2 separate regions of the Mus musculus genome follow, and region 2 is linked to region 1. The links are chromatin contacts, called in public Hi-C maps. All regions are on one chromosome and are shown on one strand. The core of a region is the stretch at or near the end of the contact, and the rest is flanking DNA. Distances in the headings are between cores, read along the strand shown. Region 1 overlaps Tns3 (tensin 3). Region 2 has its middle 11 kb from the start of Tns3.

Region 1 (3,891 bases), core at 1,086-3,585:
GTGATTATTGGAGATTCATTCCTGTTTATGGCTAAATAATACTCCATAGTTGATCTATTCATCTATCAGTGACACTAGGATTCTATCAGCATTTGGCTGTTGTGAATATTGATGGTATGCGCATGTGTGCACACATACCTGTTTGAATACCTATTGGCTTATTACCAGATATGGATTTACTGGGTCACAGGGCGGTTCTTGCTGAGTTTGCTGGAGAAACCACCTCCAGCCTTCTATATGGACAGCTTCTCTCCAGAAGCATTTGGTCTGTTGTCATCTCGTAAGAGACCCAGGTTCTAGGAAGGCCACCTCTGAGTATTCCATATAGTGGAGGCCAAATCCTTTCTCTTCATCTGGATGAAGAGACTCTGACAGTTCTCAGGCTTGGTAAGGTCAGTTGTGATTTCTGATTCTGCCTCATGGCCTTTGTGTCATGATGTGGGCCTTGACTAAGGGGATGCACTGTGTCCTCTGTAGATGTAGTAGAGGATGTTACTTATAAAAGGAAGGAACCATAACTGGGCTCTAGAAACGTACTGATGAGTGGAATGTCCTACATGTGAGTAGTGGGCGAAGTGACAGGGATTTATTCCTTTTGGAATTAGGAGATCTTTATTTGCAGAATTCATTCAGCAATGGGGAGATGTTCTCTCCCTTTCAGACAGCCTTCCCCACAGCAAGCACTTCCAGGATTCCCAGGGCAGCACATTAATTCCATTCCCTTGTCGAAGCTTTGCAGAAGTCTCCTTCCCTAATGGTTAGGGACAGAGATGGGAAGGAAGGGATGGCCCCGTGTATATGCAGAGGGCTTTTCCTGCCTTCTTACTGATGCCACTCAGCATGTGGGCTCCCAGTGTCCTACCCACTTTCTTTATGGGAAATGCATGCCCCCTGCTCTTGAGAAACAAGCCTACCAGGTGACCGGGCCTACTGAGCCTGTCTTGGTTCAGCTTGCCACATTAGTGGGTTCCAGGGTATATTTGAGCTGAGCTAGCCTTTCTCTATTCACTCTCTGTAGAGGTTCTGTCTGTTTACTTGAGTGAGCTGAACTCAGGAGGCCCTTACCTCAGCACAAACCAGCCTTTGCCTTATTTATTTTCACTCTCAGGAATGTGAGGGAGTTTCCAAAACCACCCCATGCCATGGGGTGCCAGCATTGCTTCATTCTTACATGATCCTATAAAGACCAGTCATTTACCAGTGCTTCTCCTTCTAGGGTCCCAAATCGAAAATAAGGATTGTGTTGCAGAGTGGGTCATGCTCTCGGACCCGTTCCCTTTCATTTTCATTAGTTGTGTGTTATTGTGTGTATGTGAGATGCTTAGTGTGGCCAAGCAAGTTAACCTGTCCATCCCACTGCATGTGTGTGCAGAGTTCCGGTAAGAGCTAAGTCCACTGTCACCTGGGCGGGGCATATTCTTTCCCGATTTCATCTATTCTTTTCACTGCACACTGTAACCACCTGGGGGCTTTTGGGATGTGGGTGGTAAGGATGACTCTGTTCACTTTGGTCTGCAAAGAGTGGCTGTTTGGCCTGGTAGGGACTTGAGTGTCTGAAGTACTTTATGCTCACCCACTGACTCCTGGGTCCAGATGTGCTGTGCCTGTAAATTGAAAACATTGACAGTTGTGCCGCGGCTCCAGGGGAAGAGTAGATGGAAAAGAGGAAGAATGAGGCCCTCAGTGGAGGGTTGTAATGGCATTCTGTGGAGAACCACATGGTTATAATTGTGGTTGTGTATCTAGGCACTTGGAGGCTGGGATGTTCCCCCTGGTTGCTTCTAATGGGGCCAGAGCTTGGGACCGTGCTGTAGAGGACAGCCAGTGGTCATGTAGCTGCCCATAAGCTGCCTTCCACAGGACTGGTAGGTTTATTTTCGCAGCACAGTGGGCCGTATGCCTCACTGAGGAGAGGATTCTGCCCTGAAGACTCAGTATGGGTGTCATAGCATGGATGCCATGATGTCTCCTGCTCCGTTCTCCTCTCCCTCTTTCCAGATAGGCCAGGTGATACCAAGAAACTCAGTGAGGAAGGGTTTGGTACCATTGTCACGATTAGGACTTTGGTACATTTGAAGAAGTGCAGAATTGCCAAGGAGCATTGTGGGAGATTTATCCTAAAATGTAGTTTTCCAGCTAAGTGGTCTAAACTCCTTCCCCCAAAAACACACTCAGAGTTTCGCAGTAACAATGGGCTATCCTATACTCAGTCCTGCATGGCAACACAGTGCCTGACAATCTTGGTCTGCATCCAATTCGTGTGTGCCCTGTGCTTTGCAAACCTTCCCACAAGACCTCCAGTGTCTCCAGATGAAGCGCTTGAGGGAGTTCACTCTCATGATTTCCCCACTATCATAGTGGCCTTGGTGGGGATGCCCCCTAGCCTGGCTGTCTTTGCCCTACTCCCACACTGCCCACACAGCTGCCTGGCCTTGGAGTGCTATAGGACTCTGTCCCTATCTGTATTCTCAGTCATTTAGCCTCAGCTTCCCAGTCTCTCTGAGGTTCAGTGCCCTCCAGAGACTCATGGTAGTCTCAGCTCCTGTTTTGCTTGACAAGGTCTGTGGTCCTGGGCAGTGCCCAGAGGGTGTGCCCACATATCAGCGCAAGGACTTGGGGGGTAGCAGGAACGGGGAAATAGGGACTCAGGTCCCAAGCTCTAGCCTGGAGTCCAGTGGGTCCTTTGGGTTAGGTGTAAGGATGATCCCGTGCAAAGACAAATGAATGCTCAGAGGTACTGATAACAGTTGGTGGGCTGTGGGGCGTCCAGTCAGTGCTGCCACTTGGTTTTTCTGGTTGCCCCTCCTCCATAGGGGGCCTGGCTGCATGGAGAGTTCCTGGAACAAGACTCATTGGCATAATGACAGGCCAATACTCCGTGTTCCCGTAGGCCTTAAGTGTCCTGGTGCATTCTGAGCTTCCTGAGCTTTTGAAAGTGCCAGGGGCTGGTTCAGGTTTCCTCTTCACTGGCAGGGATCCTGCTGGAAGTAGGTGTAGCTCCCCACAGCAACTGGGCCCCAGCAGGTACTGGTGGGAAGGGAGCCAACTGGGCCCCAGCAGGCACAGGTGGGCCTGCCACAGTTATAGGAGAGGCCCTGTGCCTGTAAAGGTTCCCTTGAGCTTGATTTGGTCCCTGTTTCCCTTGGGTGTTCTCAGAACCCAGAAGGGATTGGTGTGAGTGTGAGGCTGCCCAGAACCCAGAGAGGGCTCCTTCAGCCCAGCCCAGCTTCTCTTGCATATCAAACCAGCGTCAGTCGTGTCCTTAGAGAATCCACCAGCATCCCCTGCTCCCATGAAGTCTTTTTGTTTTATTTTGTTTTTCCTCCTTTCCTGGTTTCTTCTGGAAAGTGAGAAATAAATATTGCTGTGGCTACCCGTATGGCATGAATTATATGCAGTGTTCAGAGAGTAGGGTTTACCTACTTCCTCCTTGACCCAACAGTTATTTTGCTATTCAGATTGCCCACGCTCATCAAGTCAGCTTTACCCTGGCAATCTGAAGTCAATAGTGTAAACCCATGCTCTGCCGTTTCTGCAGATGTGGAACAGCAGCCGTGATGCAGCCCCCGACTCCCATCCCTAGCCCCTGGAGTCCTGCTAGGAGATTGCAGATAAGATAGCCCCAGGGACACCCCCTGAGCAGGGGAGGACAAAGGGTGGTACATAGCGGTGGCTGTGTGTGCAGGTGGATTTATGTTAATGAAGAGTGTAACCTAGTGAGCATCAAGGATTTATTACTCTGCAGATGCTCACACATTGAGCCTAGAGTGGAAAAATAAACAAAAAGCCATGTGTCTTCCTCACAGTATGGCACTGTTCCCAGGGAAGGGAGGGTCGGGAACCTGTGTTTGGCAAAGGGAGGCTACCCTCTGGCTCCTGCCCTCCTGTCTC
Region 2 (3,941 bases), core at 90-2,589, 190 kb before region 1:
TTTTGGGACATCAGTGAGTTTGATTCGGTCCATTGTGGCCAGGATAGAGTAGGGTGGGGTGGTGGTTGAACAACTGACACCAAGCCAACACAGAGAAGGAACAAGAAGAGACCAAAGATGGCAAAGCCAACACAGAGAAGGAACAAGATGGACACACACACACACACACACATACATGGTAGTTTGCTTTCTCTAGCTAGGCTCCACCTTCCACAGTTCTCTTAATTCCCAACAGTCTATTGGGATGCTGCGATCATTAGCTTGGCGCTCTTATGATCTAATTATCTCTGTAGATGCCCTCACAGGCACAGCACAGAGCCCCCCTCTCTTAAACTCAGAGGTGTTTATCAAGCTACTCAAGTTGACGATCAAAACGAGTCATCATAGACTGGGAATAGCTTGGTTGGTAGAGTGCTTGCCGAGCACACACAGAGCTCTCAGTCAAATTTGCAGTATCACAAATACAGGGCATCAATGCCTACAATCCAGGTAAAAGGTCTTCTTTGATTTTGTAAAGAGTGTGAAGCTAGCCTGAGCTCCATGTGACCCTATCTCAAGAAGAAAAGCTAACAGGGTCCCAAGCCCGAATACATCTCTTTCAGTCCTAAGAGTCCAGCCCTCACCCTCATAATGTAAAATGCATGCAGCTCATCCCCAGGAGTCCTATTGTCTCAGTGGTTCCCTAGGGTTCTCTTGATCATAATGAAAGCTCTGAGAAACGGAAGTTCCTACACTCTGAATATAAAACGCCCAAGTTCAAAATCTCCACTGACATCCAAGTCAACTCTTAGCTAAGAGCCAACTGTAAAAGGAAAAAAAAAAAGCAAGTTTGTATGTACTTTTGACAAGCAACCGTGTGGCATAAAGGGTTCCATTCTGAGAGGGTGGACTAGAAGAACATGGAGGAAGGATCAGCCCAAAAACCATGTGGGAAACATTAAACCCTGCAGATCCACATCCATGTCTGGGTCCATGGTATCAGAATTCCAGCTCCAGAGAACTCTGGCAGCCCCACTAGATGCCTCTGCTGTTTGCATCTGCATGGCCTCTCCCTTAGGCTAGCTCTGCTTCCGTCTGTCATGAACTGAAGTATTATTCTATCCTGCTGCCGAGACAGTCTGAAGTCTCTGAAACTGTGGGCAGAAACAAATAACTGTTGCCTTGAAGTTATGTGAGCTATTTTGCCACAATGATGAAAAGTCTAACAAGAAACACTCTAATGACCTATTTAACTTTAATTACCTCTTTAAAGATCTTAGGTAGACAGGCATAGTGGCACATACCAGGCAACTTGGTAGCCTGAGGCAGAAGGACTGTGAGTGACAGGCTAGCCAGTTCCAGAACAGCCTGGGCTGTAAGAGCTTGTCTCAAACAATAAACAAACCAACTAAAAAGATCCTAACATAATGTCAGACATGTGGGGGAGTACTGAGGTAAAAACTTCAATCTCTGAATTTGGAGTGACGTAAGTCAGCCTGCTGTACTGTACTAATAAGTTTTTTTCCTGAATGAAATACTGTGTTTCCATTTAAAAATCCAATAAGCATAAGACAGGCAAATGACACCTGGGGGGGAATCTTAGCCTGCCTGACCTTGTTTTAATCAGTGACACAGTTCACCCACAGGCGTTGGCCATCAGACAATTGTGGTAAATCATGGCTGGTGCCTTGGCCTTGTCCATGTTCAGCCAAAGCAGTAAAACTCCCTCAATCCCACAGAAATGAAGATAAGCCACCCAGCCACTGGGCTGCCCTGGATGCTTCTCCAAGTCTTTTGTCTCCTCTGACTCTGTTAAGACTCTGAGCCCACTTTGTCTGCCGAATGTCGACAGACTTACCCTATAGCTTCCAACCGCCAGTGGTCTTTTGCTTGTCCTTACTGCATCTGAGTCCCATGAACTCTCCAGCATCATCCAAGCAAAGCTACACTGGTCACTTGCCAATCTAGCTGCCTACCCACCACCTCTTTTGAGACAGGTAATTGGTAAGTAGCCCAGGCCGGCCTTACACCACATTCTTCCACCTCAGCTTCTTCCCTGAAACTATAGACAAATGATAACATGTACAATTCCTGGTATAATTTTATTATAGATACTAGGTGGGCAGAGAAGAGAGTTTCCTTGAAGCTTAACATTAGGAATTCTCCCTTCCATTCACTCTAGCATAGGAGATAAGGAACTGCTGGGCTCCATGAGTCAGGCTGAGTTATTAGTAAACTCTCTTCCACCCCTGGGCATTCCTCAAAAGGAAGGAAGGACCTACTGCTGGACAATCACCTTGATTTTGCTGTTCTCTCTCTCTCTCTCTCTCTCTCTCTCTCTCTGTCCCCCCACCCACCCCCAGCTGCATTAATCTATTCTTCTTTCCACTACCTCACCACCTGCAGCAACCACCTCTTCTCAGACAGGAAGTTAAGATGCTATGAAGGAACCTGGATCTAGCATCCTTCATATGGCACATATGGGTATATGCTGTATGCTGCTCACCACAGGGCCTGTCGCTCTTTGCTGAGGTTACAGACAGCATCCTGTGAAAAGTTGGGAGGCTCACCCCAGAAAGGAATGTTGGCAAGAGAAATTATTTACTCAGAGGTTGACATCTAGGCTGGTTGTTGGGACTTTCCACACTATTTGAAAGAATCTTGGCATCCCAAATATGTGGTGAGAGCTGACCAGGGTGAAAAGCTGCTTCATGTCACTGTTGTTTGGAGAAATGACATTTGCTTTGCTTGGAAACAGCACCCAAAGTTCACTACTTGAGTGGGTGTTGCAGGAGTTTTCTGTGAATGTTAGGATCTACAGCCCATGGCCTACACTGTGAGACAGTCAGATGACAAGGTGCCAGTGTTACAATCATAGAGTGCTCAGAAACAGTGGTAAGGACTGTGAGTCCTTTTCTCATTGCAAAACATATATAAGTTCATGGTGGAATACATGGGAACAAAAGAAAAGCCTATTTTGAGATAAACAGTTGTTTGTAACCACCCACGTGGAAGGAAGGAACAAGCCCGTTATTACTAGGAACCTCTTTTCTGCTTCTAAGATCCCTTCTAAGTATGTTGTTGTTGTTTGCTTTTCTTTGACACAGGGTCTCACCATGTATCTAGCTGGCCTGATATGTCGTCTCTTCACTCTGTAGACCAAGGGACCCTCAATTTGACAAAGATGTGCCTCTCTCTGTCTGTCTCTTGAGAGCTGAGAGTAAAGGCATATATCGCCACACAGGGCCATATGCAAACATGCCTTTTCTGTCCACCTGTGAATAGTTTGGGCAAAATCTTCTTCCCCCGGGAAATGTGACTATGTTAGATTGACAGTTAAGACCGAATATGACCATCTCCAGAGCCACAGATGCATGAAACTTCGGCAACCTAACCTCATTCATCTTTTCCCCCAGTCCGTGCCTAATTTCCTAATCCAGTCCAGCTCCCTCTTAAGTGACTCAAGGAATCCATATCCTACCCCACCCCCTCCCTGGACAAGGTTAAAGAGCATAGGCCAAAGGATCACAACTAGCCAGCCTTGCTCCAGGTCAGGGAAGTATTTGTCACCAAAGGGTGCCTCTGCAATGGAATTCTTGGAGCTTTAGCCCGGATGAGTCTGAGGTAGTGAGCAGGACATATATGGTCAGAGGTCTGGTTTTTGTGGGGATGTCCCAGCTGTAGTTTCCTTCCTATTGCTGTGATCAAACATTCACCAACATCAACTTGGACGGGAAGAGGGTTTCTTTCACTTACATTTCCCTGTCACAATCCGTCACTGAGGGAAGCATGAGCTGTGCAAGAACCTGGAGGCAGAAACTAAGGAAAGACCACAAAGAAACGCTGCCTTACGAGCTTGCTCCCCATGGCTTGGTTTCTTATATCACCTAGGACCACCTTGCCAGGGGTGGTACTGATGACAGTGGGCTGGGTTGTTCTACGCCAATCATTAATGAAGAACA

The links. A called contact is a pair of places that touch in the nucleus more often than the background predicts.
Region 2: a Hi-C map of Sertoli cells shows a contact between it and region 1, with 4 times the contacts expected there. The contact joins two enhancer-like sites. A contact is called at or near these places in 1 of 484 Hi-C or Micro-C datasets (Sertoli cells), 3 of 115 datasets of contacts at active chromatin or transcription factors (craniofacial prominence, embryonic stem cells and pancreatic cancer cells) and 1 of 9 other capture datasets (liver).

What each region holds. Positions count from the first base shown.
Region 1 is chr11:8,481,940-8,485,830 of GRCm38.p6, reverse strand. All of the region lies in intron 17 of Tns3 (tensin 3), which reads left to right. Among named protein-coding and RNA genes, the nearest start is that of Tns3, 180 kb to the left of the region's middle. Within about 2 kb of position 2,335, at least 33 of the 459 cell types and tissues checked have an H3K27ac peak or open chromatin away from gene starts, as enhancers often do. A contact at or near this core is called in Sertoli cells, where this site is marked.
Region 2 is chr11:8,673,624-8,677,564 of GRCm38.p6, reverse strand. No RefSeq gene overlaps it. Among named protein-coding and RNA genes, the nearest start is that of Tns3, 11 kb to the right of the region's middle. Within about 2 kb of position 1,339, at least 60 of the 459 cell types and tissues checked have an H3K27ac peak or open chromatin away from gene starts, as enhancers often do. A contact at or near this core is called in Sertoli cells, where this site is marked.